2 separate regions of the Mus musculus genome follow, and region 2 is linked to region 1. A link is a contact called in public promoter capture Hi-C data. All regions are on one chromosome and are shown on one strand. The core of a region is the stretch at or near the end of the contact, and the rest is flanking DNA. Distances in the headings are between cores, read along the strand shown. Region 1 overlaps Ccdc92b (coiled-coil domain containing 92B). Region 2 holds the start of Spata22 (spermatogenesis associated 22).

Region 1 (2,960 bases), core at 293-2,792:
GATATGGGGCTCAATCATGAGCTGGACAGAAGCTTCCTGCCTTTGGTAGTGAGGGGAATTGGGAAGGGGAAGGGGTCACCATTCTGTTTACCACTCCCAACAGCAGAGGAGCACCCCATTATCAGCAGGTTCTACAGGCTTAGGGGCCTTTCCAGGGATGGGTACCACCAAGGACTAACCACTTTACTTTGTTCCCCAGAAAAATCAAGTTTCTATGAATAGCTGCCACTTCCAAGAAGCCGGGCTCTCCTTCCTGCCTCTGGGTGCAGCCAGCTGTTTGGAAAGCTGGGCAAGATTAGCACCTCTAACAGGACTGGGAAGTCTCTAAGGTGGCCTCAGGAACAGAAGGGTAAGAGGCCCTTCTACCCTTGCCAAGACAAATCTGTGCCCCAGCTTGCCTATCTCCAATCTCCTGCACCCCTGCATGACAAACCTGGGAAGAACCAATCAGGTCCTCTTCCACGACTGGCTTCAAGGGTCTAGCCTTGCTGTTCTCTGTAATCACTGCCACCAGGAACACCTCAGCTCTGAGAGGGCGTGACTTCTAAAATAGATTCTAAAGTGTTCCGTGCTCACCTTCAAGGACTTATCAGTGGGGTGGGGAGTAGCTACTTCTGAGTACGCGAGCCAGCTCCTAAGCTTGCCTCTCCCGAGCAAAAGGCTGGGCAGGGCTGGGGGGTGGGGGGTAGTGGGAGGTGGAGAAAGCAGGGAAGGGGAGCTTGAGGGCCTAGCAGTGCCAAGTGCCACCGTGTTCCTTCCAGTAGGCAGACTTAGACTTCTCCCGCCCTACAAGGGATTGTCAGCTTTCCAAGGACAGACAGGACTCCACTCCACCCCCCGCAGGGGAGTGGGGACACACACACACACAGATTAGGGTCATTACTGCCAGTCCACCACAAAAAAGGTGCATTGCTTTGGCGTTCCCTCTGCAAAGGAGCTCCCTCTCCGGAGAAGACAATTCATCTCTGGAAACACACAAGCGGGGGCGGCTCTAGTGAGTGGCCGAGCTGGGGCGGATCGGCCGGCTGGACTCCGCCCCATCCCTGATCCAGCCTGGCCCGGCCTGCTTTCCCTGTTGCCAAGGCCTGCCCAGCGCCTACTCAGGATCCCCTGGGGCGCTGGGCGTGGCGACTGCGCTCTCGCTGGGCCCAGGGTGCGGGTCGCCTTGGTACAGGGGCTCCTGGTGTGGCACGGGGTGCGGGGCATCTTGGTCCGGCATCTCCTGGCGTAGCAGAGGGCGAGGACCACGGGCGCCGGGCCGCGGCGGCCTCCGTGGGTAGAGAAAGAGCGCGGGGTCCGGCATGGGATCGGCGTCTTCCCAGGTCGCCCAGTCCCGGCTCGGACCCTTGGCAGCCGCCTCCGGAGGGCGGCGGGCCCGTTGTGCACGCCGGCGGACCCGGGGCTCCGCGGCCGCGGCGCCAGAGCGGGGGCCCTGCAGTCTCTGGCGCGCGGCGTGCAGCTGGCAGGAGAGGTAGGCGGCCGCTTCGGTGTGCTTCTGCAGCTCGGTGCCCAGCACCGTGGCGCGATGGCTGCGGCGCCGCAGCTCCTCCAGAAAGCGGCGCTCCTCCGAGCGCAGGCTGCAGCGCAGCGCGGACACCAGCGCCTCCCGCTGTGCCACCTCCCGCCGCAGCTCCTCGTTGGCCGCCGCCCGTGCCTCCAGCTGCGACTCTAGCGCGCGGCACTTGTCCTCCAGCTCTCGGGACGCCTCTTCTGTGGAGAAGGGAAAAATAAGGCGATGGTGCTCTCAAAGGCGTGAAACATATCCCAGCTGGCCCAGAGGCCATTCCTGCTCTTCCGCCTCAAACATTCATATGTTTTCATGAAGCATACGGCGCAGCGTAGTAAATAATCATAAACAAATGTCAGGTCTCCAGTGTGACATGTGTCAGAAAGACAAATTAATATTCTGATTCTAAGGGTGGAGGTGATGCCATCAGCGAAGGCTTCAGGGCAAGAGGGGCTTGAGAGCTAGGATGAACAGACCCTCCACTGGAGAAGGGTACTCCTGGAGGGAGAGCGGCTTGTGCAAAAGCCTTGTGATCGGAAGACATGGTAACAGCAGGGGCTGAGTAGCAGAAGGTGTGCTCAGGAGGTAGTGGGTGGCTGTGCTCTTTCCTCCACAAAGCACAGATGCCATTTTGGGAGTTTTTTTGCTGACCGGTCTAACCCAGAACCTCTGGAATTGGTCCTAGAAATGGCACTGCTGAGGCATCCCTAGGTGATCATGCAGAATCAGAGATGAGGACCCCTCCCCTTCTGAACTTTACTCCCCATCTATACCCTGGGATTTCAGAGGCAAAGGGGAATATGTTCCTTATACAGCAGTGGCTTGAGCTCTGGTGACCCCAAAAACCTTTCCAGAGGAAAGCTAGTATTAAGTCATGTACCTCCTTGTGAGTGTGTGCCCCCTTCCTTCAAGCACAGAGACACCAAGAAGTGTCCCATGAGTGCTATATGAAGAAGCAGGCAGAATCCATTCAAGTCTAAGAGTTCCCATGTACCCTAGCTTATCTTCAGCTTCACGAAGCAATCTATAGGATTTACAACATTTTAGCTTAGGGATTCTTTAATCCCAGCACTTGGGAGGCAGAGGCAGGCGGATTTCTGAGTTCGAGGCCAGCCTGGTCTACAGAGTGAGTTCCAGGACAGCCAGGGCTACACAGAGAAACTTTGTCTCGAAAAAACCAAAACCAAAAAAAAAAAAAAAAAAAAAAAAGAAGCCGGGCATGGTGGCGCACGCCTTTAATCCCAGCACTCGGGAGGCAGAGGCAGGCGGATTTCTGAGTTCGAGGCCAGCCTGGTCTACAGAGTGAGTTCCAGGACAGCCAGAGCTATACAGAGAAACCCTGTCTCAAAAAAAAAAAACAAAAACAAAAAACAAAAAAAAAAAAAAGAAAAAAATTCACAGCCTTCCTTGCTCTTGATGTGTAAGAACCTTAACACATCGGTATGTTTTTCCC
Region 2 (2,960 bases), core at 117-2,616, 1.3 Mb after region 1:
AGGATGAAGTTAACTAAACCTTAGAAGGAAGAAACATGTAACTCATAGTCATCAACAAGATCAACATTTCAATCAATTAGTGATGGACACTATGGATTAAAATTGTCAAATGTTATCACCTCAGGAACTGTTTTGTGAATAAAAATTTAAAACAGGCCCCATTTTCCCAGTTATGTTCAAACAAATTATGACATGGTTGGATATAAACTTGTTTTCTAAATATATAGAGAGTTTCCACACAGTTTAAGCAATTTATTTCAGAATTCAGGACCCATGATGGGAATTCTGAACCAAAGCTATAAGGGAAACGAATTACAGCACTGGCAAACTTACAGAAACAAATAAAATATTTTTCCATTGTATTTTTTTCTGATTTGAGCTTCTTAATATATTTATATCTTATTATAATTTATTTAATTCAACAAATGTTTGCCCATGAATAAAAAAAAAAAAAAAGGCCAGACACAAACCCAAATAATTTCTACTGCAAATCCACAGCCCAGTGAGCCAGACTGATGTTCACACAGGTAACAGTGCAATCAAAGAGGTAAACATTAGCGTCCAAATATCATTTGCAAAAGTAAAACTCAAAAACACTGAAACACCAGCTCATCCTAAGCCTAAGAGGACTTACAGAAGCTTAATACCTTAAATATCCTAAACCTATGGCATGTGAGATAGAATTCATACGACCCAGACTTGCCTCAAACTTCTGATCCTCCCATCTCTACCACCCAAGCGCTGGGACTGCAGAGGCAGGCCACTTATGCCTCGCTCACAAATGCGTGAAAGTGCACTATCATCTTCCTGGGCCAGTAAACTCTGATGATCTGAGCCCAGCTTCCAAGAGAACCGGTTTCAGCTGGACCAGGGGTGGGCTGATGGGAATGGGGTGACTGGGGTGGCGGGGGTACGGGTGACAGGAGCAGGGTGGTCGGGATGACAGGCGTGGTGGAAGCAGGGGTGGCGGAGGCAGAGTGGCGGGGGCAGAGTTGGAGGGACTGGGGTGACCGGGATGGCAGGGGCTATGGGAGCAGGGATGATGGAGGTGGGGTGGTGGGGCAGGTTTGGGGTCAGAGAGAGAGGTAACTATCCAACTCACTGCCAAGCCTGCCCTAAGATCACCGTGGCCTCAAGCAGAGGCCACACAGGGCCTCTTTGAGGCCTCCTTAAAGGAGGGGAGCGATTTTTCAGTCAAAATTCGTCTTCCCTTCCAACACCCCCCTCCCGCCTGACACAGCCACTCATGGGGCCGTTTTAGGTCAACAAACGGTATTTCCCTCCATGAATCCCCGGCCAACACCATGTACAAAGAGAGCCCTCAAGTTAACCTCGCCTCCTTCAGCAGGCAGCCACGCGGAACTTCCCGCCTCTGAAAACCCGCGGGAGGCTTTGCGCAGGCGCACCAATCCTGAAGCTCAGTGCGCAGGCGCTCTGGAGCACCTGCGCTACTAACCACGCAAGCAAGCGCGGGGCAGGGGTGGCGGGGAGAGCGGCGAGGGGGCAAGGCCTCGCGAGAGTTAAAGGAACGGGACCAACTTGCTGTTTTCTGCCCATAAAGGCAAAAGCGACGCCCTTTGCCTTGTCGCTTGTGAGGTACAAAGCCGGCTCGGGCATGGCTCTACCTCTTTAGCTGTTTTGTCCACAGACAGAAACCTGTTCTGGTTATGGATGAGGCAGAAAGAGCTCCCCAGCTCAGCCTTGCTACACCCCCGTGGCATCAGAAAATCATGGCCTCCCTTTCCCTTCCTCCTTGCCCATTTCCTAGACAAAAGTTTTCTAAGATGCTGCTGACATCCTAGACTGTGTCTAAAGAGAATCATTCCCAAGGCAGCAAAACAAGGTATGTCTTGCCTAATGTGACCACACGTCTGCCATGGGTCAGGCAGGAGACCTGTGGGAGAACTGAGACCAGTTTTAAAATGACTCCCAATCCAAAGTAGAGAACAGGCGGGCAGGACTGGTGCTGCCATTGTTAAGGAGAGCAAACGAGCACGTGGGCCACAGAGGTCTACAAAGGAAGCAGGGTGGTATGAGGCTCTGAGCTCCTCCCTATATAAGGAACAATTGGAGAGGTGAACAAACTCATTAAGTTGGTAGCTTTTCTTGATTTTTCTTCAGCCTTTCACATATGGGTAGAAGCCATTTTTTGGAATAATTTCAAAAAGTCTCATTTGTAATTCCCAGTTTCTGAATTCTTACAAAGCATTCATTTTTAACACTGTTGTTAGATTCACAGAGACAGCCTCCTGTCAAGAGAAGCTTCTGTCACAGAAGCCTGACTGGAAAACATGGGGAGTTCTTGGCTCTGTGACTTTGAGCATGTGATGTCTACATTTCCTTCCTTGATAAAATAGCAATAACAATATTTACTTAATTGCCTTAAGATATTAAAAGAGATATTAAATGGGTCCAGCACATAATGTGTGCTCAATAAAAGTTAATTCCTGCTTCCAGCGGTGGCTGCTATTTTGGAAGTATAGACTAGCTAGTTACAGTATAGCTACTTAGAATAGATATCTTTGCTAAAAGACCATGTCCTCTTATTTCCCTGTCTTCTGGCTATCCAACATAACTGAAGGGAAGTAGAAAGGGCTGCTGTGGAGAGATGTTTATTAGTAAATGCCTAGAAGAATACAAAAATGTGTTACTTTCTTTGTCAGTAAATAAGAGTGGTAGTGGACTGGATGACAGGATAAGGAATAAAATTTTAATAGGATCATTTTCAATATGGAAAAAGGCTTCAGCAAAATGTCTGGAAAAAGACTTATTCGTGCTTACCTAAAGCAAGAGTGTAAGGAATCTCAAGGAAGTGGAATTTGGCTTGATACATGCGTGCATAAGCATGTGTACAATACATAATCCCCCCAAAATTAATAATTTCTCCTTAAAAGGGCAAGGGATGGCCGGACGGTGGTGGCGCATGCCTTTAATCCCAGCACTTGGGAGGCAGAGACAGG

Evidence for each region. Promoter capture Hi-C pulls out the DNA fragments that hold promoters and counts their contacts.
Region 2: a promoter capture Hi-C map of liver shows a contact between it and region 1, with 6 times the contacts expected there. The contact joins the promoter of Spata22 here to the enhancer-like site in region 1. A contact is called at or near these places in 3 of 39 promoter capture datasets (hippocampal neurons and liver) and 1 of 115 datasets of contacts at active chromatin or transcription factors (astrocytes).

Annotation. Positions count from the first base shown.
Region 1 is chr11:74,636,708-74,639,667 of GRCm38.p6, reverse strand. It overlaps Ccdc92b (coiled-coil domain containing 92B), which reads right to left. Exons shown (of 4, transcript NM_001013784.1): 4 at 1-1,710. The coding sequence ends at 1,097. Among named protein-coding and RNA genes, the nearest start is that of Cluh, 11 kb to the left of the region's middle. Within about 2 kb of position 1,542, at least 322 of the 459 cell types and tissues checked have an H3K27ac peak or open chromatin away from gene starts, as enhancers often do. A contact at or near this core is called in astrocytes, hippocampal neurons and liver, where this site is marked.
Region 2 is chr11:73,328,147-73,331,106 of GRCm38.p6, reverse strand. Spata22 (spermatogenesis associated 22) reads right to left here and starts at 1,366. Exons shown (of 9, transcript NM_001045531.1): 1 at 1,332-1,366; 2 at 1-19.